Regions from separate parts of the Mus musculus genome. Here regions 1, 2 and 4 are each linked to region 3. The links are chromatin contacts, called in public HiChIP or PLAC-seq and promoter capture Hi-C maps. All regions are on one chromosome and are shown on one strand. Each heading gives the region's core, a stretch centred on a gene start, on an enhancer-like site or on the middle of the called end of the contact. The rest is flanking DNA. Distances are from core to core; before and after follow the strand shown.

Region 1 (7,929 bases), core at 373-2,872, 230 kb after region 3:
GCGAACATAACAGGCGTTTCCTGACTTAAGTGGTCTGTGTCATTATGGGTAACCACTTATAAAGTGAAAATAGCCAGGTGTGGTGGCACGTGCCTTTGATCCCAGCATTCAGGCAGCAGAGGCATCTCTGAGTTTTGAGGCCAGCCTGGTCTGTAGAGTGAGTTCTAGGACATCCAGGGCTATTTATTACACAGTGAAACCCTGTCTCCAAAAACCAAATTAAGAGAAAGAAACTAAATCCAGGTGGGCCTGGCATATGCCTTTGTTAAACAAAATTTGTTGGGTGATCATGTGAGGCCAAGAGAAAAGACTCAGTGGTTAAGAACACTTGTTCTGGTGGAAGGACCGGGCGCAGTTCCCAGCACTAGGTGGTGGCTGGCAACCATCCATCCATAACTCCGGTCCCAGGGCTCTGACCCCTGCAGCTGACCTCCATGGGCACCAGACATGGGGCATATGCAGGCAAACACGTTTCTGTGACTGTGCCTGCTTGTGTTAGGTGTGTGTTTTCCCTCAGAGGCTAGCAGAGGGCACCGCACCGTGCACCACATCCCCTGGAGCCGGCCTTGCAGGTCAGTTATGAGCCAGCTGGCATGGGTGCTGGCAACTGAAGGGAACTGAAGAACAGCCCTGCTCTTAGCCACCGAGCTGTCTTCCAGTCACCATCCAAGTAGGGATCTAAGGCAGGTTCCTTGATGTTTCATCGCATGTTGGCACTCACAGTGAGTACAGCGTGCCCGTGTGAGGTCACGTGACACTGCCTGAACTACCTCAGATTCCGTACATATTTAATTTTCAGTTTGTGTTTGGTTTTACTATTGCTGAATTTTCCTGACACCCCCACACTTTGACTTACATACCCGAGGTTACAATTCAGTGTCAGAAGCTTCGGTCTGTGTGACTGTTATGTGACCTGAGCAAACCTTCAGCCTCTCTTCAGATCTATTCTGTCTAGCTGCCCTCTTTCCTTATCCTGTTGTGGAGAGGCTCTCTCTCCCCTCAGTCCCGTCCCACTAAGGCTCAGAACCTGCCTTCCACCTCACGAGTGCGAGGCTGTTCTACTGAGTGTGCCCCCTCCAACACAGAAGTTAAATGTCTGAGGACAATTGGAAGTTGCTTAAAAGTACTTGGAGGGCTACATACCTGTAATGCAGCATTGGGAAGCTGAGACAGGAGGAGTGCCATGAGCACAAGGCCAGCCTTAGCTACTTAGTATTCTCCTGTTTTTAAAAAAAAAAAAAAGATGGGCAGGGCTGGTGAGATGGCTCAGTGGGTAAAAGCACCGAATGCTCTTCCGAAGGTCCAGAGTTCAAATCCCAGCAACTACATGGTGGCTCACAACCATCCGTAACAAGATCTGACTCCCTCTTCTGGTGTGTCTGAAGACAGCTACAGTGTACTTACATATAATAATAAATAAATCTTTAAAAAAAAAAAAGATGGGCAAACCAAAATAAACAAAACCTATTAAGAGGGAGAGCTTGCGTGTCTGGCTTTCCTCTCCAGCCCCGTCTGGTTTCAGTTCCTGCCTTCATCTCGGCTTCCGAGCTCCCCACAGAGGAGGGTTGGGTGAGAGGGAGACTTCCCGGCTGCATCATGCAGGAGGGTGAGTCAACCCAAAGGCATCTGGAGGGCTCAGAGCTCTGATGCCCCGACCTGGCAGTTAGCTGGCCCACAGGCCTAGAGGCTGACGCTGGAAGGCTGAGAGACCCTGGCTGCTAGAGCAATCATCTGACTGAGGAGTGAGGCCAGTGCACTGTTGTTGGTCTTGACACAGAGGCAGGCTTATGCAACCTTACAGATCTCTAGTCAGGGAAGAGTGTCTGGGCTGGAACATGACGACACCCTACACCAACCAGGAGACCGGAAGCTAAATTAGCTGTGATGGGTGTTTGTCATTCAGGAGCCTGCCCGAGAGTTAAAGGATTTCCAAAGATGAGGCACCTTGGATCCTAGAGATTACTCTGAGGTTTTGCTGTGCGCTCGCCCTTACTAGGGACCAAAGACTGGAGAGAGATTGCAGTTACAGAGCGTAGAGTGTTCGTCAGCTGCAGGGCTCCTAGGGACCGGAGGAATTTACTCTGATATAATTGTTTCTTTCTGGGACAGGATCTGTGTTGCCCAGACTGGCCTTACACTCACTGTGCAGTGGAAGGTAACTTTGAAAGCTCTGGTCCCTCTGCCTCTCCTGAGTGTTGGAGTTAGAGGCTTGTACCACTCTGCTGGGTTATGTAGTACTAGGTATGACACACACAGGCAAAGCAGCCACTCTACCACCTGAACCTCCTCGATAGCCTTCCAGTGAGTGTGTTCAGTGAGCCCCTTCACGCACGCTGTGGGCAGACAATAGACTTGCTGTGCTCTTCTTCTAGGTGAAGTGGTAAACACCCATGGTCCAGTCGAACCTGACAAAGACAACATTCGCCAGGAGCCCTACACCCTGCCCCAGGGCTTCACCTGGGATGCCTTGGATCTGGGAGACCGTGGTGTGGTGAGTAGGCCTGGCTTGTGGGTGGGACAGGACTCTTAGGAGATGAGCCTCAGAGAGCTGAACAAACCCCATCCAGTACTTCCTGGGCATGCCCAGACTCTACAGTAAGAGCATGTCATAGGTGTAAGGGTGAAAGTTGACTTCTGAAGTTCCTATTGTGGAACCTTATTTTTTTTTCTTATTTTGTTTATTTATTTTGCTTGTCATTGGTTTTCTTTTATTTTGTTTTGTATTGGGGGCAAGTTGTCTCTCTCTTACGTAACTGGCTATCCTGGAACTCACTATGTAGACTAGGCTGGCCTCGAACACAGAGACCACCTGCCTCTCCCTCCTAAATGCTGGATTAGAGGCATTTGACACACTGCCTGGCTTCTTGTCCGTACCTTGCTTGACTTGTGACCTGGGCTGCTGAGGGTCCTGCCCTCCACGCCTTTCCTCAGTGGCGACCCAGCACCTTGTGCATTTTTAATAATGGTTCATGTCTTGAGAAAGCACTCTAAACAGTGAGCTTCAACCCCAGTAGCTGCCTCTTTATTGTTGTTATATTTACTAGTGATTTAAGGTGAGCTTGCATGTGGGTATGTGACTGTCCTATTCAGGACTTTTGTTACTGTAATAAAACACCGTGAACAAAAGCAACCTGGGGAGGAAAGGGTTTATTTCAGCTTACACGCCATGAGTAACAGGAAGTCAAGACAGAAACAGTCTACTCTTTTTTATTTATTTATCTTTATATATAATCTGTAAGTACACTGTAGCTGTCTTCAGACACCCCAGAAGAGGGCATCAGATCTCATTATGGATGGTTGTGAGCCATCATGTGGTTGCTGGGATTTGAACTCAGGACCTTCAGAAGAGTAGTCAGTGCTCTTAACCTCTGAGCCATCTCTCCAGCCCCTGAAACAGTCTACTCTTACGGAGGCATTTTCCCAAATAATATTTCCTCTCCCTAGATATGCTTGGTTGTGTTAATTTGGCAAGACTAACCAGCACAGGACATGTGGGGCCCAACGCTACATTTGGAGCTAATTATAGATGGTTGTGAACATGTGATCTGGGTGTCGGGAAGTGACCGGGGTCCTCTGGAAGTGCAGCAGATGTCTTAACCACAGAGCCGTCTCCCCAGTGTCTAATTCACATTCTTCATGTGTGTTTAGCAGGAACCGGGTGTGCCCAAGTGTGGGTGCGAATGCATCCATGTACTTAGTTCTGGTTTGGTTTGGTTTGGTTTGGTTTGGTTCTGAGAAAGGGTCTCACTGTGTGGCCCTAGCAGGCCTGCAACTTGCTCTGTAGAGCAAGGTGGCCTTGGGATCACAGAGAGCTTCTAAGTGCTGGAGTGACAGTCCCACGCCGCCATGCCCAGCACGTGTTCAGGGTTTGTTTCTTAGGCGGATGTGCTGGTATAGCAGGTGTGTGTCGCCAGCACCTGATTGCTGGGCTCGGGATTGAACCCAGAGCTCTGTGTGTACTGGACTATTCAACAAGGACTCTACCAACTGAGCCACGTACTCCCCCCGCGTACTCCCCCGGCCACTTTCTTATTTCCCCTTGAGTCAGAGTCTTATTATGTAACCCTGGCTGGCCTTGAACTTGAGTCAAACCTCCTGCCTCACTTTGCTGAGCACCGAGATTGCAGGATGACCACACTGGTTATCCTCCTGTTTTAACATCAGGGATTTAGAATTTTTTTCTCTGTAAGGAAACACACACACACACACACACACACACACACACACACACACACACCCTCCCAATTTATTAAGTGCCTTTTTCCTTCAACTAGATTGTAGAGATCCTCTCAAGGACCGTCAGCAGTTCTGCCATACCTGTCTTAGGAACAGAGGGGTTGGTTTGGTTTGGTTTGGTTTGATTTGGTTTTTGTTTTTTTCGAGACAGGGTTTCTCTGTGTAGCCCTGGCTGTCCTGGAACTCACTTTGTAGACCAGGCTGGCCTCGAACTCAGAAATCCACCTGCCTCTGCCTCCCAAGTGCTGTGATTAAAGATGTGCGCCACCACGCCCAGATGCTTCTTCTTCCTTTTTTTTTTTTTAAAGATTTACTTATTATTATACATAAGTACACTGTAGCTGTCTTCAGATATGCCAGAAGAGGGCATCAGATCTCATTATGGGTGGTTGTGAGCCACCATGTGGTTGCTGGGATTTGAACTCAGGACCTTTGGAGGAGCAGTCAGTGCTCTTACCTGCTGAGCCATCTTGCCAACCCCCTTCCAGCCCCCTTCTTTAGCTTTTTACTGGTGAGGTGGGGGTGGGAGGATGGGAGATGAGAAGCAGGTGTGGGCCATAGCATATATCCCTGTGGAGATAGAGGGCAGTGTTGTGACGTCAGTTCTCTTCTGCCTTATGTGAGCTCCAGGAATTGAACTCAGGTCATTAAACCAGTTTTCTTCTACTTGGGCCAACTGATGGGGATGGCTTATGAAGGCAGAAAAAGTTTGTTGGGCTAAATGAAAAAATCCAATCATGTTTTTGGTTTTTTAAATATGGCAGTGGTGTCCTGGAAGTAAGTGATTCCTTAATCAGCCCCCAAACTCACTTCTCCAAAGCATGTTCACAGAAAATGGGAGGCTTCCTCTGGGGACCAGGGTAATCTTAAGTAGTTGGTTAGCAGGTTCTATAGATGCAGCTGTGTACTGAAGTGTGCGACCCTGCCCTCTAGTGGTTCCATTTCTTATTGCAACCAAGGGTTCTTGTTCTAAAAGAAGCCAACGTTCCATGCCTGGGTTGAAAGGGATTGTGAGACCTGGGGTGGATTTGGTAGTTTGCTTTGTCCTTCTGTGAAGCCTGGCGCTGCGTGGAGTTGAAGTTGCCCCGTTTGGCAGAGCATCTCAGTGAGCTCCCTCTCTCTCCGCAGCTGAAAGAGCTGTACACCCTCCTGAACGAGAACTACGTGGAAGATGATGACAATATGTTCCGATTCGACTATTCCCCAGAGTTTCTCTTGTGGTAAGTCATAAGGGGTGTCTTTTATATCTTTATTTAACTTGGAAACAATAGGAATTTGTTTCTCATGATTCTGGAGGCTAGGAAATCGAAGGAGCCAGAGGTTTAGTGTGATAATAGCCTGGTCTCCAGTCTCCAAAACCTCTCCTAGTTAGAAGACAAAGCAGGTAGCAGATCCCAAGAGCCAGCCGCTGAGTGTGAAATCTCTGTGTCCCTCAGTTTGTACATCTGGAGACTTGCTTTAAGTGGTGTTTAGAACTGAAACCTTCCTTAAAATAAATTGCTAGAGGGAGACATGCAGAGTTGTTTCCCAGCAAAGACCATATACTCCATGGTGACTTTCTCAAGGGGAGAAGAGCAGAAGAGCCCTTAAGATTGGAAAGAAAGTTCCTTACAATCCAGTTATTGAGCATGCTCAATTATAGAAAAAGTCTATCCTGGATAAACCATCTGCTATCCTGGGCTACACTCAACCTCTCAGCAGATAGAGGCACGAGGCTGAAGTGGAGCAGGATCACCCTGGGAGGTAGGGAAAGCAGAAAGGAGCGATGCTGAGAGGCGGGACAGAGCCCAGGGTCTCAGAGCACCGTGTAGTTCCTTACCAAAGGACGACTGGCTCTTTGCGTAGAAGACCTCCAGTCCAAGCTTTGAGATGAACATAAAGGCTGGGCGTGGTGGCACACACCTTTAAAATCGGCACTCGGGAGGCAGAGACAGAGACAGGCAAATCTCTGTGTGTTCGAGGCCAGCTGAGGCTACACCATAAGAACCTGTTTCAAAAAACAGAAACACAGAACCTAGCATACGGCTGTACTTAAAAGGCTGAACCAGAATGGTCACAAGGTTCAGGCCAGCCTAGGGGACCTACAGAACCTTGTGTGGTGCTGTAGTGTGGTACCAAGGAACTTGCCTGGAATGTATGTGCGAGACTGGGCACCATCTGCAGCACAAGAAGGTGCTGTGAGAAACGGTTGTGTCTTGATGTGTTGGTGTCCAGGAAGTCTTGGTCCTAAAGAGAATACAGTTGCTAACCCCAGGTGTTAGTACCTGCCTGCTATGAGCAGTGCCACAGCTCCTGTCCCTGTCTCTGTTCCAGGGCTCTCCGGCCACCAGGTTGGCTCCCACAGTGGCACTGTGGGGTCCGAGTGGTCTCAAGTCGGAAACTGGTTGGGTTCATCAGTGCCATCCCAGCAAACATCCACATCTATGACACGTAAGCACCAGCCCTGTGGCCATCATCTTGCCGGTTTTGGAAGAGGAAGGCTACGCAGTCACTGTTGGAGGAGGATGGAGGGGCTGGTGGAGTGGAGGCATCTGTGTATTGGGAGTGACACTAGTCATAGAACCACATGTTCTGACATACATGGTGGCGCACACCTTTAACCCCAGCACATGGTGGCAGAGGCAGGTGGAGCCCTGTGTTCAAGGCCAGCCAAGGCTACATAGTGAGGCTATCTCTAAGTTGTAGCTGGTAGCCTTGTCTGTGACCTGTAGTGAGGCCATCCACGCCTGCATTCCTGCCCCAGTCACACGCTGACACACTGAGCAGCGTCAGAAATGGGCAGGAGCCAGTGTGACTCAGGCTCAGATGGTTTCACAGTCATCTGCGGCCATCTTCTGGGTGTACAGGCTGTAAATTCATGTGAGAACCAAAACCTTGGAGTATCTGCCGGCACTGGGACACACCTGTAATCTAAGCTTGGGTCAAGGCTGGCCCGAGTTACTTAGCAGGTTCAAGATCAGCCTTGTCTCCTATCTAGATGAGCCTTGATTTACTCTGGGGTTTCTCCATTGCTTGCCTCAGGTGGGCCTCCCAGCCCACTCTCAGGATTCCACAGGGCAGTGCTAGGGGTGCCCTCAGAGAAAGGCATTTGAAGGCGCCCCCGTCTGTTTTGAAGTAGATGGTGTGAGGCAAGCTTGCCAAGGAGAAAGTGGTAGTGGGTGGGGTCCCCAGTAGTGACTACTCAATGGAGACTACAGCCGAGTGCATCCCTTCGAGTGAGGTTTGCCTGCTTGGCAAGATTCCTCTTACGTTGAATGGGGAAAGTTGTGAAAGTCAGCAATTTGCCTCTCTTCAGAGAGAAGAAGATGGTGGAGATCAACTTCCTGTGTGTCCACAAGAAGCTGCGCTCTAAGAGGGTGGCTCCAGTTTTGATCCGAGAGATCACCCGGCGGGTCCACCTGGAGGGCATTTTCCAAGCTGTTTACACTGCCGGAGTGGTGTTGCCAAAGCCTGTGGGCACCTGCAGGTAAGAGTTGCTTCCTGCAGGTCCTGGGAATGCAGGGGAGGAGGAATGTCCCCGAGACACAGCATTGCCCTTTTCTGGGCCAAGTTTTTTTGGGGATGGGGTACTGGAAAGAGGCAGATGGAGAAGATTTCGGAATGTAGGGAGAGTATGGTTCAGGGAGTGGGAAGAAAGATTAGACATTGTCGAATTGGGATTGCCAGCAGTTAGAGTGGGGGGAGGGGTTATGA
Region 2 (7,118 bases), core at 694-3,193, 150 kb before region 3:
CCCTTCTGAGTTGTTAGCCTTCCTGCTTAAGGGGCTTCCCTGCACGATGGAATGTTTCAATCTCCGAGGAAACTGTTATGGAATAGCTTCCATGTGGAGGCCAGACACCTACTTCAGGTTTCAAAACTCAGATGCTAGCCACCTTATACTTAGACATTTTGTTTTGTTTTTTTGAGACGGGGTTTCTCTGTGTAGCACCAGCTGTCCTGGTATATGCTCCATAGACCAGGCTAGCCTCAAATTCAGTGAACTGCCCCACCCATCGATCATTTTTTAAGTTTAAGAATTATATCAGAGTCAGGCAGTTGATGCATGCTTTTAATTCCAGCACTTACATCAGAGGCAGGTGGATCTCTGTGAGTTTGAGGTCAGCCTGGTCTATAAAGTGAGCCCCTGGAAAGCAAGGGCTATGTAAAGACTCTCTAAACAACAACAAAATTTTTTTTAATCTATTATATGGGCATATATGTGTTTATCATGTTTATCATTAGGATATATATGTGTATGGAAGTAGATGCAATACAGAACACATGGGGAGACCAGCAGACAACTTGGTGGAGTTGATTCTCACATTGCATGATGGCTCAAACTCAACCATCAGTCTTGCTTTTACCTATTGAGCCATCTCACTGTCCCCCACCTTGTCTTTGGAGATAGGTCCTTGCTGAGGAGGTACACTGGTCGGCCAGTGAGGCCCCGTGATCCAACTGGACCTCCCAAGCGCTGGGATTACACATTTATCACACCTGGGATTTTTTTTGCCATCGGTTTTGAAGATGAGACTTAGGTTCTCATACTTGACGGCAAGTAATTTACTATCACCCCAACACCAAATCTCTTTTTTAAAGTTTGTGTGTGTGTGCCCATGCGCACGTACTTGCCCATTTGTGTCTGTGTTGGAAGCCAGAGTTTGATATGGTGTATTTCCTCTGTCATTCCCCATCTTGAGTTATAGATGGTTATGCATCTGAAAAAACCGTCAGGTCTGCGTGGGCCAGTAAACTCATCCCCCTAATCTACCTCATTAGTGCCCGAGCTAAATGATTAATCCGGTGCGTCTCAAATTTTGATTTGAAGTGCAAACACCCTTAAAACGCCTGTGTTTACTCCTTTAAAATTTCAGTGCCCCCCTTCTCCGTGCTCGCGCATACACACATTTTTGAGGACTTTGCATTTTTCTAAGACCCTAATCAGACTATGTCATCATCTCGTAAGGTCGCCGGAATAGCTAGAAAACAGCAAACTATTTTTAGCTAAATTACTATTACTAGCTAAATAACAACAACAAACTCAAAACAAAACAAACAAAAATTCAGGGTGAAGTTTCCTTGAAAAGTCATATTCATATTTAATAGTCAAAACACCTTCACCCTAAAGGAAACCTGGTCCCAGGACAGCGGACAGCTCTCACCATTTAAGCTCTACAAGGGTTTCGTTTCTTTGCCCTCTGAAAAAGGCTACAACAGTCTACTGGGCTGGCGGCTCTGTAGAGTTCTGGGAACTAGGGGCGGAGAACAAGACCCAAAACGAAGATGTTGGCCTCGGGTGCCCTCGGGTGCCGGGCGGAGGGCTTTCGGGTCATCGGCCTGTTGCTGTGCGATTTCTCTAATCTCCCAACCACCGCTACCAAGCCAGTAGGCGCGCGCGCCTCCCATCAGCCAATCAGCGGGCCTGTGCTCGTCCGTTCTGGCCAATCCCGAGCGAGCTTCCTTTGAGCGGGAAACATCTTCAGCCCTGGCCTGAGAGCAAGCCTAGGGCGAAGTCGGCTAACTGCTCCTTCTTAGTCTTGTCTCTGGGGGGGCAACAGACCCTGGAGGCGGTCGCCCATTGGCTGGGCCGCGGGCCAATGAGGGGTGCGAGATGAGGGGCCTCCTGGGCGTGGGCGTGGGCGGGGCGCCGGCGGCCGGTGCCTAGTCGCGAGGCGCGGGGAGCAATGTAACGGCCTCTTCGTCGCACCGTCTCGGCTCGGCCCCCCACCCACAGAGCGGCTCCTGGCAGCGCCGACGGCGGCTGCGGCAGCGGTAGCGGTGGGGTGCGGGCTGAGGGAGCTGGGCCTCGACGTCCTCCCTCACCCCCGTACCCCGGGAGCTGTTAACTAGCTCAGGAGGAGCTGGGGGGCCCCCATGGAGGTGAGCGGCGGAGACACCTGCCGGCCCCGTCACCCCCAAGGCCTGAGGGAGGGACCTGAGGTAACTGGCGGGGGTCGGGGGGACTTCGAGGATGGCAGCCCCCGGGAGAGACGCTGAGGAGAAGGCGCGTCCCTCAGCGTGCTTCTTCTTTAAGGAGGCCCGGGTGGTGGCGGGGTGGCGACACGGGAGATTACGGGTCGCGGGTGGGGGAGCCCCAACATGTCGTCGGGCCGAGTCGCGAGTGGGGGAGGGTTGCGAAGTCGCGAGTCTGGGCGAGGGTTGACCTCCCAGAGGCTTCAGAGCGGAGGCGCCACCTCGGTCAGCCAGTCGCAATGGCGCGGAGGCGTCTGTCAGGGCCGTCGAGGGCCGCTGCCGCCGCCGTCGCGCGTCTCAGAGCTGAGGCGCAGTGACGGGGTGGGGAGGAGGGCTTGAAGAGGAAACGAGGGAGCGGGGTTGGGGGGCCCGAGTTAGTGTCCCCTAAGGATCTGCAGTTAGACGGCCCAGGCTACAGCCCCAGCTGCGCGGCGCTCCGTGACCACCCGGCTTTTCCCCCGTTTCCGAGCAGCCGAAGGTGGCGGCGGCCGCGGCGGCGTTCCGTGGAAGCGCGAATCGGTGCTGGAACCTCAGCGTCGACACCAGCAATAGATTATCCGACGTCTTCAACAGCATGATGCTGACCGGCTCGGCGCCCTTCTATGATTGCTACAAGTCTCAGGTCCATTAACAAATTCAAGACTTTGCTCGTCCTCCCCCCAGCCCTCCCCCCCCAACCCTCTCCCCACCCCGCCCCCCAATCCTCTCCCCACCCCGCTCCCTTTGTAGTTTCCCCACCACCAAACGCAAACCCAGGACCTTCAGCTCCAGTCCCATACATGTTAAAAAAAACTCCAGTCAGAATTAGAAGCTGGGGAAAACGGGCTTCTTTTACTATTATTATTATTAAGTTCTGTATAGACACCAAAATTTTTTAAATTATATATACATATATATGTATATATGTGTTTATTTTATGGTGGTTTTATGGTGGAGGGGCCACAGAGACGTGGCATGACAACAGATGGAGGTTGGAGAACTTTTCAGTTCTCAGCGTCCACCACGTGGGTCCTAGGGATTGAACTCAGGTCCTCAGGATTGAACTCAGGTCCTCAGGATCAGCAGCAAGCACCCTGCCGCCCAACCGACTGGTCCAGAGGAGAATATTTTAGAGTTTGCACAGTACACACTTGGTTTTGGACATGGGGAAAATTTTTTTTTAATTTAAAAAAGAAATTTAAGCCAGGCAGTGTTGGTGCACACCTGTAATTCCAGCACTCGGGAGGCAGAGGCAGGCAGATCTCTTGAGTTCGAAGCCAGCCTGGTCTACAAAGTGAATTCAAGGACAGCCAGGGCTACACAGAGAAACCCTGTCTTGAGAAAACGAAAACAATAATTTATTTTTTTGTATATGTATGGTAGTTTTGCCGGCGTTGCAAGCTGCCATTGATCGTTGATCCTTCAGAAGAGCAGCCAGTGCTCTTAACCTCTCCAGCCCTCCAAGAAAAGACTTTTTTCATTGGCTCATTCCCTTTCTGTCCTTAGTATATAACATGTCAGTAATGTAAAAATTAATTTAGCAAGTAAGAAAGTTATTTAGCAAGACTAAATATTGTTTTATTTTAAGCATGTATTGTAATGCCTTTTAGTTTTTAATTTCAAACATACTTGCAATTTTAAAGGTAAATTTTTTTATACCTTTAATTTTCTTTACAGTGTCTTTAATTACGTGCTGTTTACCTCACTAAAACTTTGGTTTTGGGTTTTGTTTTGTTTGTTTGTTCTGGCTTCTCAAAGCACAGTTTTATTTCTCTGGTGTCACCCTAACTCTCCTGGAATTGACTCTGTAGACCAGGGTGGCCTCCAACTCAGAGATCTGCCTGCCTCCTAAGTGCTGGGATTAAAGGTGTGCGCCTCCAGGCCTGGCAAGACAAAATTTTTAAAAATTAGGCATAGAATAAAGTTTTTAAGAATGTGTATGAGTGTTTTACCTGCATGCTTTATGTACACCATGTGCTTGCCTGTAAAGGACAAATGAGGCAGTATTTCTAGAACTGCAGTTACAGATTGTTGAAAGCCGTCATTTGGATGCTGAGAGTTGAACCTGGGTATTCTCCCAAGAGCAGCAAGTACTCTTCCTGCTCAGCTATCTCTCTTGCCCCCTGCAAATTCTGTTTGAAAATTTTTAAGCAGGTCATCGATATTGATATATTTTTAGTTATAACAACTCATAGGAATAATAACTTATTATATCTATCATGTTCATTTGTTTATATATTGTCATAGTTGCTTCAGCATTAGTGCTGGAACAGAGCTGAGGAATTGCAGCCTATTTGTAATGCCCCACAGATGTTTGTATTCCAGCTTTTGACAGAGTTCTTGAGTAGCTATCCCAACTTCTAACACCTGCATTATTATGTTTTCTTACTATTTTGCTAGTACTCTGTAATAAATGAAAATTTGATCTCTAATGTGGAAATATTTCTTTAAAATTTTAGAACGAAGACAATGTAGACCTAAGGCAGACCTGCACTCCACTCTCCTCATCAACAGAGTATGCAAGTTCTATAGACTCCTCACTCTTCTATGCACCATGGTCTACTTACGGAGACGATATTAAACAACCTCCCAGTTCTCAGATCAGTGTAAAGAACAGGTAAGTTTTCTCAGGTTCAATGAGTTTTTAAAGTTTTGTTTCACAGCTATCAAAGTATATTAGATTTTTATCTCTTCTATTTTAATATTATGAGATTATAATTTTATGTTAATGTTTTAAGAAAGCACAAATTATTAGGCAGTTATTTATATATAATTTTTAGTTAACGTTTTTAGATGTAAGTTGGCTTCATATTTGTTACCTTTCTGCCTTATCTCTTGAGTGCTGGATCTGCAGTAGTACACAAGTCTCAACTTTGTTTTAAAATGTTTTTAGGTTATTTTATGTGCACAGGTGTTTTACTTGCATGTGTGACTCTGTACAACATGTGCATGCCTTTTGATTGTGGAGGTCAGACAGGTTTTGAATCCACTGAAACTGGACTTAATGGTTGGTTGTGAGTCACCACTTGGGTGCTGGTAACTGAACCTACATCCTCTAGAAGAACAAGAAGTTTTCTTAAGCACTGAATCAGTTCTTGTGTCCCAAATCTCAGGTGTCTTAAGTTCTTTCTTTTTTTTAAAAACTATTTATTTTTGTGTATGTGAGTACACTGAAGCTGTCTTCAGACACACCAGAAGAGGGCATCAGATCCATTACAGATGGTTGTGAGCCACCATGTGGTTGCTGGGAATTGAACTCAGGACCTCTGGGAGAGCAGTCAGTGCTCTTAACTGTTGAGTCATCTCTCCAGCCCAAGTTCTTCTTTCTAAAGATAACATTTTAAAATTTCATAAATTGTGTGTGTGGGTCTGTGTGTGTGTCTCTGTGTGCTTGTGTTAAGGACAACTTGAGGAAGCTGGTTCTCTTCTTCTAATATGTCTCAGGGATGGAGCTCACATCATTAGGCTTGGTGGTAAGCGCTTATAACCTGCTGAGGCATCAACTTATCAACTTTAAACATAATTAAATTTAAAATGTTTAGATCTAGGGAGCTGAAGAGATAGTTCAGTGGTTAAGAGCACTGCCTGCTTTCCCAGAAGTCCTGAGTTTAATTTCCAGCAATATCTATGATAAGACCTGATGTCCTCTTCTGGTGTGCAGTCATACATACAGAGATAGCATTCATACAGAAATAAAATTAAAATCTATAAATCTATTTTTATCCAATTTTAAGTTTTCACTAATTTTTCTTATATAGAAAACAAGGTTTTATGCAACTTGAAATATTTTAAAGTATTTTCTACCCTGCAAACAATAAGAGCTTACTGCATGTCAAATATTCTCTTATGTAGAGAAAATAGAATTAATATAGTAAGTATTATTCTTGTCTTTATAGTCATATAGTAAAGAGGATTATGACAATAATAACATACCAGGGACTGCACATGAGGATTTAAAAGAGAACGGGGCTGGTATGAGTTCAAGGACAGCCTGGTATTCATATGTATGTGTATAAATAAAACATTACAGAAAGCTGTGGGGAAGAGAAGCTTACTCAGAGTGATGTTTACATTTAATTACATATAAGGGAACTATTAATGGAGGCTTGGTGCATGTTTAATAAGGAAACATATTTGTTGAGTCCTACTAATAAAAACACTGAAAGTTAAAAATTATGGGTAATTAAGTATTAGACTATATAATACACAATTCTCCAAAAATAACTGAAATTGACAGATGCTATTGAAAACATTTAGTCTGGTCACACTCCTTCAATGCCAGCATTTGAGAGGCAGAGATAGGCAGATCTCTATGAATTAAGGTCAGCCTGGTCTACATTGTTCCAGGACAGCTAGAGTTATATATAGTAAGTCCCTGGCTCAAAAAAAAAAAAAAAGCAGAAAAAATTCAAACTTTACAGAAATATGTATTAAAGAGAATTAAAACTTTACTTTGTCCACTCTGGCTCTTCTCCCAAAATGATAATTATTAGTGGTTTGGCAAATATTAGATTGAAAATTTTCTAGATTTTATATACAAAGAAAATTTCATATTGAATCTTTAATGAACTAACACTGTATAGTGGAAAGATATTAGACTTGATGGTGTAGTTTGTTCAGTGTATAGTTTGGTAAGTCACATACCCTTGTAAAGTACAATTTTAATATTTATTATGATTATACATTCAACAGATAACTAAATGGCTACTAATATTTACCTTTCTCTATTATTTATTTCTAAAATATTCCAACAATCTGAAGTTTTGGAAAGAAAATAAGAAAAAATGATTTATTTTGTTGTTTCAGACAGGTTACCTAAACTGGCTTCAAACAACTCAGTTTTAGAGTTTGATTGATTTTTGCTTTTTGAGATAGGATCTGGCCTCTACATAATTCTGACTGTCATGGAGTTTACTA
Region 3 (7,287 bases), core at 1,826-4,325:
AGACTCTGACTGAGCTTTAAACTTTTTCAGGAAGTAGGAAAAAGACAAGTATGACACAGATACATGGAATAAGAGAAAATGTGAAAGCAGGGCTGGGGGTGTAGCTCTGTGGCAGTGTTTGTCTGTCATGCCCTGGGTTCAATCTCTAGTATAGAACAGAAGGAAAAGAAGACAACTATAGGGATGAGCTAGAGGTGTGGCTTAGTTAGTAGAGTGCTTCTCTAGCGTGCAAGCTGTTCTAGGCTGGATCTCCAGCACTGTCTACACCAACGGGGCGCTATGGCCTAGACCAGCCATTCTAATCCTATGAGCACATGGGAAGAAAGAGGCAGACCGCCATGAGACTGCAGCCAATCTGGGCTAGCATTAAGACCCTGTCTCGAAAAGAACAACAAAAACTCAGAAAATATCTGGTACCAAAGACAGAGAAGAGCTAGGTCTAGACTGAGAAGACGACCAAGATCCTCAGGTTAAAGACACGGCCAACATCAGAGAGGGGCCGACATTCTGAGGACCTGGAGCAGAATCAGAACTCGAAAGGAGAGGGTGGAATCTAAGTCCACATAACTACCTACTCTGGATGGGCAATTAGGAATCCCAGGTCCAAGAATGAGTCCAAAGGAATTCCCTAAAAATAGAGTCTAACGCCACTTAACTCCAGACTTCCTCGGAAGGTATGTTACAAGTCATCCTGAGGTTACAATTAATTCAGTCACAACCAGTTAGATACCACAAAGACACAGATAAAACAGGCCACAGATGGGTGAGAGCTAAACACTGTTTAGAGGTTAGAGGATAAGAATACTATGTGAAATTTATTTCATTTCCATGAGGGGAAAACAAATTTATTCTAAAAGTTTGTGCATGTTTTCCCCCCAAGGATTTTAGATAATTTCCATATTGCTAAACTTTTTTTTTTGCACATTAAAAACACTGAGGGGGAGAGAAGATTGGTCCTCATCTTTTGTCTGCTCCACTTCCTAGCTGTCCCATACACTCACTTAATGGGGAGAAGGTTGCTGGGATACAGCTTAGTGACAGAGCACATACGTAGCCCTTGGTACAGTCTCCAGGACCACAAAAATGTTTGTTGAATGAACTACCTATAACCCATCATTCTGGAGAGTCAAGCAGTAGGGAGTTCAAAGCCACCCTAGGCTGCATACCAAGTTCCAGATCAACCCATGCCACACAATGATAGCCAGCTTCAAAGAATAACATTAAAAAGTAAAATGTAATCTTTAATGAGATCATCTCACTGTTGTAGGAAACACTTTGGTTAAACACATTCCATGGGTCTGTAAGCTAACCCTTTGCCAAGGTGTACTGAGAGCCAACTCCAGACTTTGTAAAACAAGAATTTACTGCTTGTATGTGAGCCAGTATTCAATACCTCCTCATCCATTCTTTAGCAAAGGAACAGAACTAATAGGATGAAACCAATGTTTTGGAACCATAACACATCAGAACACATTTGCAGAACTTATAATGCCAGTTTTCTCTCCAAAACGCCCTTTGCCTACTCTGCACCCGAAGATCTGGCATCACAAATCGTTTTACCCTTTACCCCGAAGACTGTTCTAATTCCTTTCATTCTGCCATTACACAGCCCTTAAGAAACTCAAAGTAGCTGCAAATAAATCCTGCTGGCCCCAAACAAAACCTGCAATTTTTAACAAAAACTCACAATTAATTTAGTTACAAGCTAAGCAATCAAATTCGTGGGGCCTTTTTTGTTTCTCTTTGTTTTGCATTTTTTGCTCTGAAAAATACCTGCAAACTGTTTACAAGGGGGAAGGATTAATCCCCAAATTACATTATTAATCCTCTTCCTACAGTTACTCATGTACTACAGACAAAATGATTTCTGCCTAACAGAACTAAAGTCTTTCGTTTACAAGGCTTTTTGTACAGCGCTTTCACATATATCCACTTGTAAGGGTGCACAACAAAAGCAATAACTTTTAGACTTAAGACACATACAAGATAACTTATCCAGAATTTGGTCTACCTTGAGTTCCTCGATTGCACCTAGTGTGGACGAGAACAAAATAAAGCCCGAGCACAATGAAATCTGTGGCGTTGCCAGTCCCCGAGGACCAAAAGGAAAATGTCTTCAAATGACAAAAACCAAACTCATCCCACTTCGCAAAAGAAAAGCAATCCCAAATAATCCGCAAAGCGGGGACCGGCGGGGGAGGACCCCAAATTCTAAACATGGGTCATGTAAATCTTTTCAACTCGAAACTCCAAACGCGGCAGCCAGCCCAATCACAGCATTAGCGCCTCCTCTCTATTTTCAATCTGGAGACTCAACGAAGAACAATTAAAAAAAAAAAAAAAAAGGCCACAGCAGAGCTCCAAAGTTTTCCGAAGTGAGAATAAAGTCATCTCAAGTAAAGAAAAGGCGTCCAGCAAGAGGCGACGGGCCGGGTCCTCCCGCCAGCCCCTCTCCCGCTCCGCAGCGCTCGAACCAAACCTCCAGTAAAAAAGGGGGGAAAAAGAAACCTCCGAGGGGGACAGAGGACCCGCCGGAGCCCGCAGCACGCCGCCGAAGAGCGGCCCAGGCCGTCAGACAAAGACGAGCCCGCCCAGCGCCAGCCCGGCCGGGTCCCCCAACCGCCCCGAGGAGTTGCGGGAGCACCGCCGCCCGCTCCCGGCCCGCCCGAGCCGTTTCCCTCCCAATTTGGGAACCGCGCGCCTGGGGACAAAGAGGGCGGGCGCGCCGGCGGCGGGACGCGGGTGGCGACGCCCCTCGGGGCTCGGCGGGCGCTCCTTCCCGCCCTGCCGCCCCCAGGAACCCGGCCCGCCGCCGCCGCCGCTTTCGAGGCGCCTCAGAGTTCGCCCGGCCGCGCCCGGCCCGGGGCCCCTCAAGCCGCCGCTCACCCGGCGGTGGGCGCCCCCGAAGCCGCCTCCTCCGCCGGGCCTCGGCCCGTCCCGCCGGCCGCCGCCTCATGGGCCCCGCGTCGCCATCACCTTCGCCGCCTCGCCGCCGCCGCCACCGCCGCCGCCTCCTTCGCCTCAGCCTTCAAGCCGAGGCTGAAGCCGCTCCGGCCGCGCCCGCCGCCTCCCTCTCTCCCGCTCCCGCCGCCGGGACCCGCGGGGAGGCGCCTGCGCACTGCGTGCCGCGGTGGGGGTGGGGGCGTCCCGTCTCGGCCTGGGAGCGGGGGCGCGGCTGCACGTGCGCCTCGAGTGGGAGGGGGCGCCCGGAGCGCGCGGCCCCGCGCCGGCGCCAACTTTCCGTGACCGGCCGCGCGCGTTCCCGGGCGGTCCCGTACGCGGCGGGGCGCGCGGTGGCGGGAGGACCCCTGCGCGGGGAGCCCCGGTGGGCGGCTGACTTCGAGCGCCGCGGGCTCATTTCCTGTGGCGTGATTCCCCGGAGGAGCCGGCCAGTGACAGCGTGATGGAGACACGCCTCACCTGAGTTTCCAGGGTCGGACCGCAGAGCTCCACCGTTATCTCGTGCGCTAGGTCAGGGCCTTGGTCCAGCGGATCTCGGGATGCTCATGGCCGTTCTAGGCTCTGCTCTGCAGTTGCTCGAAAAACCTCCGGGGCTTCTCGGCCAACCATCCCCGCCTGGTGGAATCATGGTTTTTACAGGCGTTCTGCATAGTTTTGAGGTCCTGGATTTCTCGGATTAGTAAGACCCTAATAGGCCATTTCCTCTTAACTCCTTGCATCCCAGCGGGATCCCAATTACAAGACTTGAAATGCACATGGACAGGAATTCCCCTGGCCGAAACTGCGGGTTAAGAAAAGGAAAACTAGCGGGAGAGACGGCTCAGCGGCTATGCAGTTTGTACTACTGTTGCAGAGAATCTTCTACACCCACGTTGTGTGGTTCACAACCACCTGTAACTCCAGCCTCTGGAGGATCCGACTCTCTCGGGGCACCTATATCGATGTGCACATACCTACACATAGACCCAGAGACACATAATTAAAAATAATAAAAAATAAATCTTTATTAAAAAAGAAACGAGAAATTCCCCTAAATACTTTAACGAGATTGAGACTGGGTGGTGAAAGGCAGTTTACCAAAGAGATGGGAGGGGAGGGCCATTCCTGTACTCTAGAATTACAAATGGATAGGCTTTTTAAAAGTTTTGCCCCTGGACAGGGATGAAATTAAACACTAACAAGTGAGGCGACTTGTGGATCAAATTTCTCCCGAAGCTAGGTCACAGGTTGGGATGAAAAGGGATGGTCCATTGCCTACCCACACCCTCCGAAATTTTGTTTGGTTGCTATGATGTGTGTGGTTTTTTTTTTTTTTTTTTTTAGGAAAGTGCCCAAATTTTTAAATCCTTTTTTTTTTTTTTTTTTTTTGGCTTCTCTCTAAAAATCAAAGAATGTGCTCACTTTGAGCCTCATGTTTCATTTTTGATATTTTGTTTGATTTTTTATGAAACGAAGTCCCATTATAGCACAGGCTGATCTCAGACTCGACCTGTGGCTGAGAGCTAGCTTTGAAGTCTTGATGCTCCTGCCTTTGTCTCAGGAGGCGGGGTCTAAGGCAGACACCACCCCCACTGTGCTGTGCTCTGAACCTTTATTTTTGTTTGCTTCTTTGTTTTTTGAGATGGGGTCACCTTGGCTGTCCTAGAGCTTGTTATGTAGATCAGACTGCTCAGGAACTCAGAGGGATTCCCCAGCTCTTACCTCCTAAGTGCTAGGAGTAGAGGTAAGGGACACCATGGCCAACCATGAGCCTCTGGTTTTATGGGATAGCCATTTCTGATCCACATTTGGTTTATTGAGAACCTACACCCTCCCGCTCAGCTGCTTGAGCCTTTTCCGTTCCTTAAACGGCTTGGCCTCTGAGTATCAAAAGTTCTCCCCAGCCAGCCTTTCCCAACATGACTTCTCTAGTTCTTCTAGTGGCAAATGTGAAGAACTTTTAAATACATGAGAATATGAATGAGAAAAACCTGTTGGGGCTGGGGCATAGCTCAGTGGAGCTCTTACCCAGGATGCATATGGTCTTGGGTTTAATTCTGGCCCCCCTCCTCTAAGAGAAAAAAGACATCATTTGACTAACTTCTACAGAAATGCCTACAGGTGTTCACCAAAATATGTGTGGGATAGTTTAACAGCCAAAAAGAAAAAAAAAAAAAACTCTAATTACCCATCAGCCACAGAACAGATAAACACTACTATAATCATACAATGGTAGAATGTACATCACTGAGAATAAACCAAGCTGAATCATATAACCTCATAAGGAGTTTCCGTTTATATATAGTTTGAAAACGGGCAAAAGGAGTCTATGCTGCTAAGTGAGAATTGAAGTTACCTGCTATGCAGAACAGTGCCCTGAAAGGGGCGTGGTGGGATTTGGGGGCGGGGCTAGTTCTGTGCTTGATCTAGACTAGGAACACACGTGGGTCTAGTTGGCATGTTGGGCTGTAACAGGTTTTATTTTTCTTTCTTTCTTGGTGCTGAGAATCAAATTCAGGGCCCTTGCATGTTAAGCAACTCTCTACCACTAAGCTATACCCCAGACCCTGAACTATATACATACGTATGTGTGTGTGTGTGTGTGTGTGTGTGTGTGTGGTGTTTGTACATGTGTTAGAAGCCAGAGGTCAATGTCATAAGTCTTAACTGCTCTCCACTTTATATATATATATATATATATATACACACACATATATATACGTATATATATATATATATGCGTGTGTGTGTATATATATGTGTGTGTATATATATATATATATATATATATATATATATATATATATATTTTTTTTTTTTTTTTTTGGTTTTTCGAGACAGGGTTTCTCTGTATAGCCCTGGCTGTCCTGGAACTCACTCTGTAGACCAGGCTGTCCTGGAACTCAGAAATCCGCCTGCCTCTGCCTCCCGAGTGCTGGGATTAAAGGCATGCGCCACCACACCCGGCTTCCACTTTATATTTTGAGACTGAATCTCTCACTTAACCTGGAGCTTGCTGATTCAACTAGACAGGCCACCAAGCACCAGGGTCTTAGTTATGGTTTTACTGCTGTGAACAGACACCATGACCAAGGCAACTCTTATAAGGACAACATTTAATTGGGTCTTGTTTATAGATTCAGATATTCAGTCCATTATCACCAAGGTGGGAGCATGGCAGCATCCAGGCAGTCATGGTATAGAAGGACCTAGGAGTTCTACATCTTCTTCTGAAGACAAACAGAAGACTGGCTTCCAGGCAGCTAGCAAGAGGGTCTTAAAGCTTTTGCCCACAATGACAGACTTCCTCTAACGAGGCCACACCTTCTAATAGTGCCAGCCCCTGGGTCAGCATAGTCAAACCATCACAGCCAGGGATCTACCTCCCAGGCACAGAGATTACAAGCACACACTGCCAGCCAGGTATGGTAGCACAAGCCCAGCACCCAGGAGGCAGAGACAGGTGGATCACTATGAGTTTGAGGCCAGCCTGGTCTACAGAGGGAGCTTCAGGACATTGGAGACTACATAAAGAGAGCTTGTCTCAAATACACACACATAGACACGCATGCACAGAGTCACATCCCACTTTTTATGAAGGTGTTGGGGATCCGAGCTCAGGTTTTGTTGCTTTCCTGACAAGCACTTTCCTAACAGTCTTCTTCCCAGCTTTGGATGATGTTGATCGGATGCTACTTTACTGTGAGAGATGGCTCAATGGCTAAAATCACTGGATGCTGTTTCAGAGGACTTGGGTTCGAATCTCAGTCTCTACATGGCTTACAACTATCTGGAACTCCTGGTCCAGAAGATCTGATGCCCACACATACACTTTAGAAATTCCATGGGAATTTTACAGAAATGTCTACAGATATTCATCACCAAAACACTTGTGTCAAAGTATTCACAGAAACACATAAATAAAAATAAAATTGAGAAAAATGTATCAGTGGTAGAGTATTCACTTAATGGGCAAGGTTTGAGTTGCATGTGACAAAATGGGTAGACGGGCTGCCGCCAAGCCTTGTTACCTGCATTTAACCCACAAGAGACCTGACTCCTTCTGGTTGTGCCCTGACCGCCATATGTGCTAGAGGCCATGCACTTGGGTGCAGAAGAAAAGGAAAAATAGAAGTGGCTCCTTCACCAAAGTTGTCATGGTTTGGGAACAGAGATTTACACTGTATCCTAGGCTAGCCTTGAACTTTTCACGATCCTAACTCTACTTCCCTGAGTGCCAAGATTCAAGGCACAAATCATCTCTGCCAGCTTGGCTTCAACAAGTTTAATACAGATTATCTTTCCTTTTTCTCTTCTCTTCTTTCTTTTCTTTTCCTTCTTCCTTTT
Region 4 (6,872 bases), core at 2,420-4,919, 180 kb after region 3:
TGCCAAAGGCCTCTACTATACGCCGGTGGGCAGGATACCCTGGCTGGACAACTGGGGTATGAAGAGGTTGGGTCATTCCAGAGCCTCTAGTGATTCAGAAGTCCCCCACTCCCCACCCCAGTGACTGACGGGGGACTCCAAGGCTCTTTCTTTGGTTGGAGCCAAAATAAACGAAGGGGCAGAGCAGAGCACAAGGACTCCCTCAAGCCGGTGATGGAGCTGAGTTTAGGACGACTGGATCGTGAGGAGGATGAAGAATAAGCAGAAGAACCTCCAGGGTAAGCGGAGGCCAGGACACTCTAAGAAGACAGAGTCTAACGATGGAAGCACAGGGGACGCTGCTGTGCACTCACCGTGCCGCGCAATGACGTCCACGTCGATTACAGCACAGCCCAGCTGTTGGAATACCTGGATGACGGAGCTCTTGCCTGAGGCGATGCCTCCCGTCAGCCCCACCAGGAACATCTTCCCAGGAGAGAGAAGACAGGCAAGGTAGGAGCTGGGAAGCACGGGACAGTTGGCACACTCGCCAGTCGGCTGCTCCACCAGGCTGGGAAATCCTGTTGTTAAGAGACATGCAGGCCTGGTCAGCAGTGGGCACGAAGACACAAGGCTGGGCAAGGCCTAGCCCTAGGCGTGGGGAGATTTGGGGCTGTTTCTGAGAGTTAAATTCCAGGACTGTGGGTGTTGGGATGGGCTGGACATTAGGGCCTTGTGCATGCCAGGCAAGTGCTGTTCTAATAAACCATATCCCCAGGGGCTCATTAGTGTGTCCCTGCAGGCCTTGAACTCACTAGTCTTCTGCTTTAGGTCTCTGAGCACCGGTTATTAAATAAAGGTCTGTGCCACGGCTCTAGCTCTCGGTTTCTTTAAATCTTTTTTTTCTTTAATTACATTTTTAAATACATTGTGTATATGCCCTTCTTAGGAGGGCCTGAAATCTGTCAAAGCCACTTTTGTTAACCTACAGATTTACTGTCCTAATTATACCTTGCCTGAGCCCACATGGAAATGAATTTGCCTCTCCTGAAGACACATCAGACAACAGGGGGAAACAGCCACTCTGGTGTGGCACGGGATAACAAGAAACCAGCCTACAAGTTTCCATGTGCCTAGCTCATTCTCACACGGGTCACGGGCATCTCCCACAGACTCGAGTCTAAACAGAGACTAAAGAATGCCACAATTTACAAGTTAGCCTGAGGGTACTGTCACCCCTTGGTCATGTCCCTCTTATCAAGAGGACCCTTGTGACAGAGTCACATTCGGTGTCTCGACCTGCTGTCCCTCAAGAGTGGCTTTTCAATTAGGTACAAAGTGAGACACTCTAACCCCAGCACTCAGAACTTTACAGAAGACTGGGCTATGTGTTAAGTTCCTGGACAGCCTGGACTAGACTTCGTTTCTAAAAGTGAGCAAAACAAAACTACGAGATGGGTCAGAGGACCAGTGAGGTGGTTTAGCAGGCAAAGGTGCCTACTGTCACCTGACTGCCTGAGTCTGATCCCTGGGACCCACGTGGTGGAAGGAGAGAACCACCTCTCCTGAGAGTTGTTCTCTGGTCTCCATATGTACACCCAAACACTCACTTAAACAACTCTCAAAATGGCTCATGTGTGTCTGGTAGCTCTTGGCCATGCCATGACTTCACAACCAGTGCCATGCTGCTATCCAATGCCAGCAAACACTGCTGGAAGCACCTATGGGAGACTACTGTGTTAGGAATTACAGTGTTTTCCCTCCGTGCACAAAATTACCTACTCGTACAGAAACACAGTGGTTTAATTACAGAAAGGAAAGAGTATTTCTCCTCTGCCATTCTTTAGCATTTAAGGATGAAATTAGTGAATGGTTGGAGTATAGTACCCGAATGTTTGATTTTGAAATTACTGTCTGAGTTGCTGACTTGAATTTCATTAAAAAAAAAAAAATCAAATTATTTTGGACTTAGAATTAGAGCAGAATTTCCAACACTTTCTGAAATGGCCCTCAACCTTGATTTAATTCTTCCTGGGTGAGGCATATTTCAGCACTCAAAAGGCAAGGCATTTGTTATAAGTTTGAGGCCAGTCTGGTATACATAGCAAGATCCTGACTCAAAAAAAAAAAAAAAAAAGCCAGAAAGGGGCTGGAGAGATGGTTCAGTGGTTTTTTGAACACTTGCTGCTCTTGCAGAGGATCCAGTTTCGATTCCTAGCACCTACATGGTGGCTCATAACCATTCGTAATTCCAGTTCCAGGAATCTGCCACCCTCTTCTGGCTCCTGCAGGTACCAGGCACAAACCTGGCATACATGCATATATGGCACTCACACATATATTTATGTAAAAACAGTATAGCTGCTGGTGTACAGATTTGTGTATGCCAAAGTGTTCTAAGCATCTTTACTTGCTTAGCAACTGTGCCTGCCCTTAAACCTACCTGCTTTTTCAAAACAGGTATTCTCTTGTGTAACCCTGGCTGTCCGGCAATGTATTCTATATACCATGCTCACTCCAAACTCAGATTCACCTGCCTCTGCCTCCTGAGTGCTGGGATTAAAGGCGTGCGCCACCACCACCTGGTTTAAAATCAATTCCTTGATGATTACCACTAACATCCACATACCCAGAGTCACATTCTGGTGAAAAGGGGATTTGGGTGGAAAACAAGGAAGTCCTGCTCTAAAGCGAGGAACATCTGTCCCTCTTCCTGAACAGCAGTCTAGAGTGGAGAGGTAAGGGCCAGCTTCCCACACAAAAACAAAGCCACCAACAGTCACCTGTCAGAATCAGCTGAGGGTAAATGGAAGTCCATCTAGCCAAGCTGCCCTCAACCTCCCTCCACAGAGCTGCCCACACACCTCCTCGGAATGGGTGCAATCACAATCTCTGGGGATAGAGCAACTCTGGTGTATGGCAGGGCTCAGACTGGATCCTCACACTTTTTTTTTAAATTAATTTATTATTATTCATTAGTACACTGTAGCTGTCCTCAGATGCACCAGAAGAGGGAGTCAAATCTCATTATGGGTGGTTGTGAGCCATCATGTGGTTGCTGGGATCTGAACTCAAGGCCTTCAGAAGAGCAGTCAGTGCTCTTAACCGCTGAGACATCTCGCCAGCCCGATCCTCACACCTTTTTTTTTTAGTTTTTTGAGACATGGTTTCTCTGTATAGCCCTGGCTGTCCTGGAACTCACTTTGCAGACCAGGCTGGCCTCGAACTCAGAAATCCGCCTGCCTCTGCCTCCCAAGTGCTGGCTCCTCACACTTTTATTGCAACAGATAGTGAGCAGAGCCTGAAGGGACCTGCCCAGGCTAGCTCGGGTTACTATATAGCCTAGGATGACCTTGAACTCCTGATCCTCCCAAGCACTGGGATTATAAGCATGTACATCATTCCCAGTGGCTGGTTTCTTGATTATCATACAGTTTTGTTCTGCAGAAAGGGAGGGAGGGTGCTTGCTCACAACGATCAAGACACATGGGAAGTGCAGGCTCCCATGGCAACCAAATGAGCAGCTACCCTTTTGAGTGCCTTCGACTTCCATCTGCAGAAATGGCCAGTCACTTTGCCTTTAGCTGGAAGCCTGAAGGAACACATGCACGGGGAGGCTCTTGGCTGCCGGCTTGAAGGGGATGGGTAAGAACCAGCTGTTCCTGTCTAGCAAGCCCGGGTGACTCATTCCCTCTCCAGCTGTTGACTAAGCTCCTCTGTGCTTTGCAGCAATGTGCCAGGGACCTCTCAGACAACCCATGGAAACCTCCAGCTTTCCCTGTGGGAAAACTGCAGACAGACCAGAGCAAATGAAACCAGCTGGGGGGAACAGAGCCGGCTGGTGGGGAGCAGGATGGTCAGATGATGCTGGCCCTGGCCTGGCCCAAAAGCCCCTTTGTACCCCAGGCAATGAGTAGATTAGGCCCTGCCAGAAAGGAGGCTGAAGCAAAGGCCCACTGGCTTTTCAAAGCACAGCAAGGCAGAAACCAAGTACCACTCAAACCCATAGACAGCCCCCCAAGTGCACATGAAGAAACGGCCACCTTTAACAATCTAAGTTGCCAACCGAGCCATTATTTTCTAGAATCTACTTTATAGCACTTCTAGGCCTGGCCAAATCTGAGTCCTCTACAAGACTTTCAAGAAAAGATGTAGAGCCAGGCAGTGGTGGCGCAAGCCTTTAATCCCAGCACTTGGGAGGCAGAGGCAGGCGGATTTCTGAGTTCGAGGCCAGCCTGGTCTACAGAGTGAGTTCCAGGACAGCCAGGGCTACACAGAGAAACCCTGTCTCAAAAAAAAAAAAAAAAAAGAAAGAAAGAAAGAAAGAAAAGAAAGAAAGAAAAGAAAAGAAGAGAAGAGAAGAGAAAAGAAAAGAAAAGAAAAGATGTAGAACCAGCCAGGCTCAAAGCACTGGCTAACAGGGAAGGCTATGGGCTACACAGAGGTGTGGGTCTATCTCTGACCATGTAAAGCTACCAGTTTGTCCTCAAGGAGCTACGAGGTCTGGGAAAGTGTAGCAAGTCCTCTGCAAATGAGAAACTGTGGAGTCCCAGAGGCCTGGTCTTTTCTGGGCTTCAGCCTTCACAAAGGGCCCAGTACAGCATCATATCCAGAGGGAGGCTGTTTCACGGACAGTTCCTTCCACTCCTGAAAGCACCCGAAAACGCTTAGCTGGTAAATCAAGGAACACCACGACCAACAGAGAGGCCTCGGTCTCTCTTTTTAAAAATTACGTGTATTGCCCGGCGGTGGTGGCGCATGACTTTAATCCTAGCACTCAGGAGGCAGAGGCAGGCGGATTCCTGAGTTCGAGGCCAGCCTGGTCTACAAAGTGAGTTCCAGGACAGCCAGGGCTCTACAGAGAAACCTTGTCTCGAAAATCCAAAAATAAATAAATAAATTACATGTATTGGCTGGGCATGTTGGACACTCGAGAAGTAGAGGCAGGAGGATCTCTGTGAATTTGAGGCCTGCCTGGTCCACAGAACAAGTTCCAAGATAGCCAGGGTTACTTAATGAGACTCTGTCTAAAAAAATCAAAACAAAAGTTGTATGTACTATGTTTGTATGTTGTATGTATGTATGTGCATGTGTGTAGGTCAGAGGACAACCTGAAAGCTGCTTCTCTCCTTCTACCATGTAGGTCCTGGGGAGGAACTCAGTTGTCAGGCTTGGTAGCAGGTACCTTTACCTAATAAGCCACCTTGCTGGCCCAAGGCCACTCTCAGAGCTGGCTTGGCTGGAGGAAAGCTAAAGGTCCCAAAGGGAAATGGAAGCCAGCACCAGGGATTCAGGCAGGGGATTCACCAGCCAAAGTTGGCAGGAAAGCAGGACTCTGCTCCCAGAGGCACATTCAAAGCTTCCTCCCTCTCTTTCTCCATGTCAGGGGAGAGGCACAAGTACAAAGAAAATGGGAAGAAAGACTTGGAGACAGCAACGTCTGCACCCCAAAATTTGTGGTGAGCCTAAAGGCCCAAGAGGAAGTTCCACACTGCTGTGCTTTGCAAATGGTGGGCTCTTAAACTGAGCTACTCCAATATGCCTCTCCATTGCTCCCTCGTGGGGCCAGTACTCTTGGAACTTCCTCTGGTTTCTCTTTGAAAAAGTACTCAGGCTGCTTCCTGCACCTCCAGACTGAGCCTCACTGCTGGTCCAACTCCACAGGTCAGACAGTCCCCACTTAACTTCCTGGGAGCTAAGATCATTACTAAAGGACCCTCTGATGTCAGGCCTCCCTCTTCCCTTGTGGGCACGAGGCTTCTTTTCCATCTCAAGGTCTCCGTGCATGCTGTTCCCGACAACCCTTGCAGTCTAACTTAGACCACTGTTAACTGACCCTCCTCTACCAGGCAGCTCACAGTCTGGAGTCAGGATGGAGCACAGGCTGTGATGGTGGAGACAGGAATAGGGGGTATTTGTTGTCTTGGATGAGGGACGGGAGAGATCTGTGTGAGCTGAGGCCCCACCAGGAGTTGACTGCTCGCCAGTCTATTCAATCTCCCTCCCACATACTCCTTATGCTTCGTAGTTTTGTGACTTTTTGTATATGACAGATTTTAAAAGATCTAATTACGAGCATGTAAACGTGGGTGCCTGCAGAGTCCAGAGGCACTGCACACCGTTGGAGCTGGAGTTACAGGCAACTGGTTGCAGGGATTCAAACTTGGGTCCCCTCTGCAACCAAGACAAGCTCCCTCGGTCATTTGTCAGCCCCTGTGCATGACTATTTTAAAGTGTCAGATAAAATGAGTTCCACGAAGCCACAAACCATTATTTAATTTGTTCTCAGCCCCAGCATCTTGTATGAAGTCCAATGTCTCATTTAATAGGTGGGCAACATTAGTAAACCACTTAACCTTTCTTCCACTCAGTTTCTTCGTATGTAATTCGGAACTATGGGGATGTTTTGTGAGATGTGGTCTTCCAATGTGGCCTAGGCTAGCCTCTAATGTGGGGCAATCCTCTCCACCGGGGATAGCAGGTACACACAACCACGCCCACTTAGAGGGAATCTCTAGCAACTACTTATGCAATGAATGACCAGGAAGGAAAGGAAACCACTGAGATCACATTCTCCTCTAAGCAGCAAACCAGGGGCTACAATTAGTCTCTTGGTCTGCTTTCTATGTAATCTGAGCATGGTGACCGATGTTAGCAAATCACTGGGGTGGGGGGCTGAGCTCAAAGGACACAGTGGGTTAACTAGGAAGAGCTGATACCTGGGTAGCCACGCCCTCTTTCCCAGGAAAAGCTGGGTACCTTGTGAGGCATTCCTCTATGGCCCCCAGTCTACTTGCCCTCTGCCAGGACCTGGCTGCTCATTAGTGTACAGCTCCCTCCTCAGGGTGTCACACTGGGCATGTCTGGCCAGCTGGCCACTTCTCTCTTTCAAT

Evidence for each region. HiChIP or PLAC-seq counts read pairs in DNA pulled down with a chosen protein or histone mark. Capture Hi-C pulls out chosen DNA fragments and counts their contacts.
Region 1: a FOXA1 HiChIP or PLAC-seq map of pancreatic cancer cells shows a contact between it and region 3. The contact joins the enhancer-like site here to the promoter of Gjc1 in region 3. A contact is called at or near these places in 3 of 39 promoter capture datasets (the SN4741 cell line, cranial neural crest and frontonasal cranial neural crest), 2 of 115 datasets of contacts at active chromatin or transcription factors (embryonic midbrain and pancreatic cancer cells) and 1 of 9 other capture datasets (pancreatic islet).
Region 2: a promoter capture Hi-C map of pancreatic islet shows a contact between it and region 3. The contact joins the promoter of Meioc here to the promoter of Gjc1 in region 3. A contact is called at or near these places in 1 of 39 promoter capture datasets (cranial neural crest), 1 of 484 Hi-C or Micro-C datasets (embryonic stem cells) and 3 of 9 other capture datasets (adipose tissue, liver and pancreatic islet).
Region 4: a contact with region 3 is called in an H3K27ac HiChIP or PLAC-seq map of the NIH/3T3 cell line, with 2.2 times the contacts expected there. The contact joins the enhancer-like site here to the promoter of Gjc1 in region 3. A contact is called at or near these places in 3 of 39 promoter capture datasets (the C10 cell line, cranial neural crest and frontonasal cranial neural crest), 3 of 484 Hi-C or Micro-C datasets (embryonic stem cells and nephron progenitors), 5 of 115 datasets of contacts at active chromatin or transcription factors (the NIH/3T3 cell line and embryonic stem cells) and 3 of 9 other capture datasets (adipose tissue, liver and pancreatic islet).

What each region holds. Positions count from the first base shown.
Region 1 is chr11:103,049,834-103,057,762 of GRCm38.p6, forward strand. It overlaps Nmt1 (N-myristoyltransferase 1), which reads left to right. Exons shown (of 12, transcript NM_008707.4): 4 at 2,373-2,491; 5 at 5,365-5,456; 6 at 6,550-6,666; 7 at 7,532-7,702. Among named protein-coding and RNA genes, the nearest start is that of Gm42090, 6.1 kb to the left of the region's middle. Within about 2 kb of position 1,623, at least 174 of the 459 cell types and tissues checked have an H3K27ac peak or open chromatin away from gene starts, as enhancers often do. A contact at or near this core is called in the SN4741 cell line and pancreatic cancer cells, where this site is marked.
Region 2 is chr11:102,663,642-102,670,759 of GRCm38.p6, forward strand. It overlaps Meioc (meiosis specific with coiled-coil domain), which reads left to right and starts at 1,944. Exons shown (of 8, transcript NM_001127576.2): 1 at 1,944-2,189; 2 at 2,695-2,844; 3 at 4,661-4,818. The coding sequence starts at 2,124.
Region 3 is chr11:102,816,084-102,823,370 of GRCm38.p6, forward strand. Gjc1 (gap junction protein, gamma 1) reads right to left here and starts at 3,076. Exons shown (of 3, transcript NM_001159382.1): 1 at 2,887-3,076.
Region 4 is chr11:102,999,797-103,006,668 of GRCm38.p6, forward strand. It overlaps Dcakd (dephospho-CoA kinase domain containing), which reads right to left. Exons shown (of 5, transcript NM_026551.3): 2 at 354-560; 3 at 1-51. The coding sequence starts at 465. Gm34620 (a long non-coding RNA gene) reads left to right here. Exons shown (of 4, transcript XR_389059.4): 4 at 1-852. It overlaps Mir6931 (microRNA 6931), which reads right to left and starts at 125; the gene lies at 52-125. Within about 2 kb of position 3,670, at least 134 of the 459 cell types and tissues checked have an H3K27ac peak or open chromatin away from gene starts, as enhancers often do. A contact at or near this core is called in the NIH/3T3 cell line, adipose tissue, embryonic stem cells and 1 more, where this site is marked.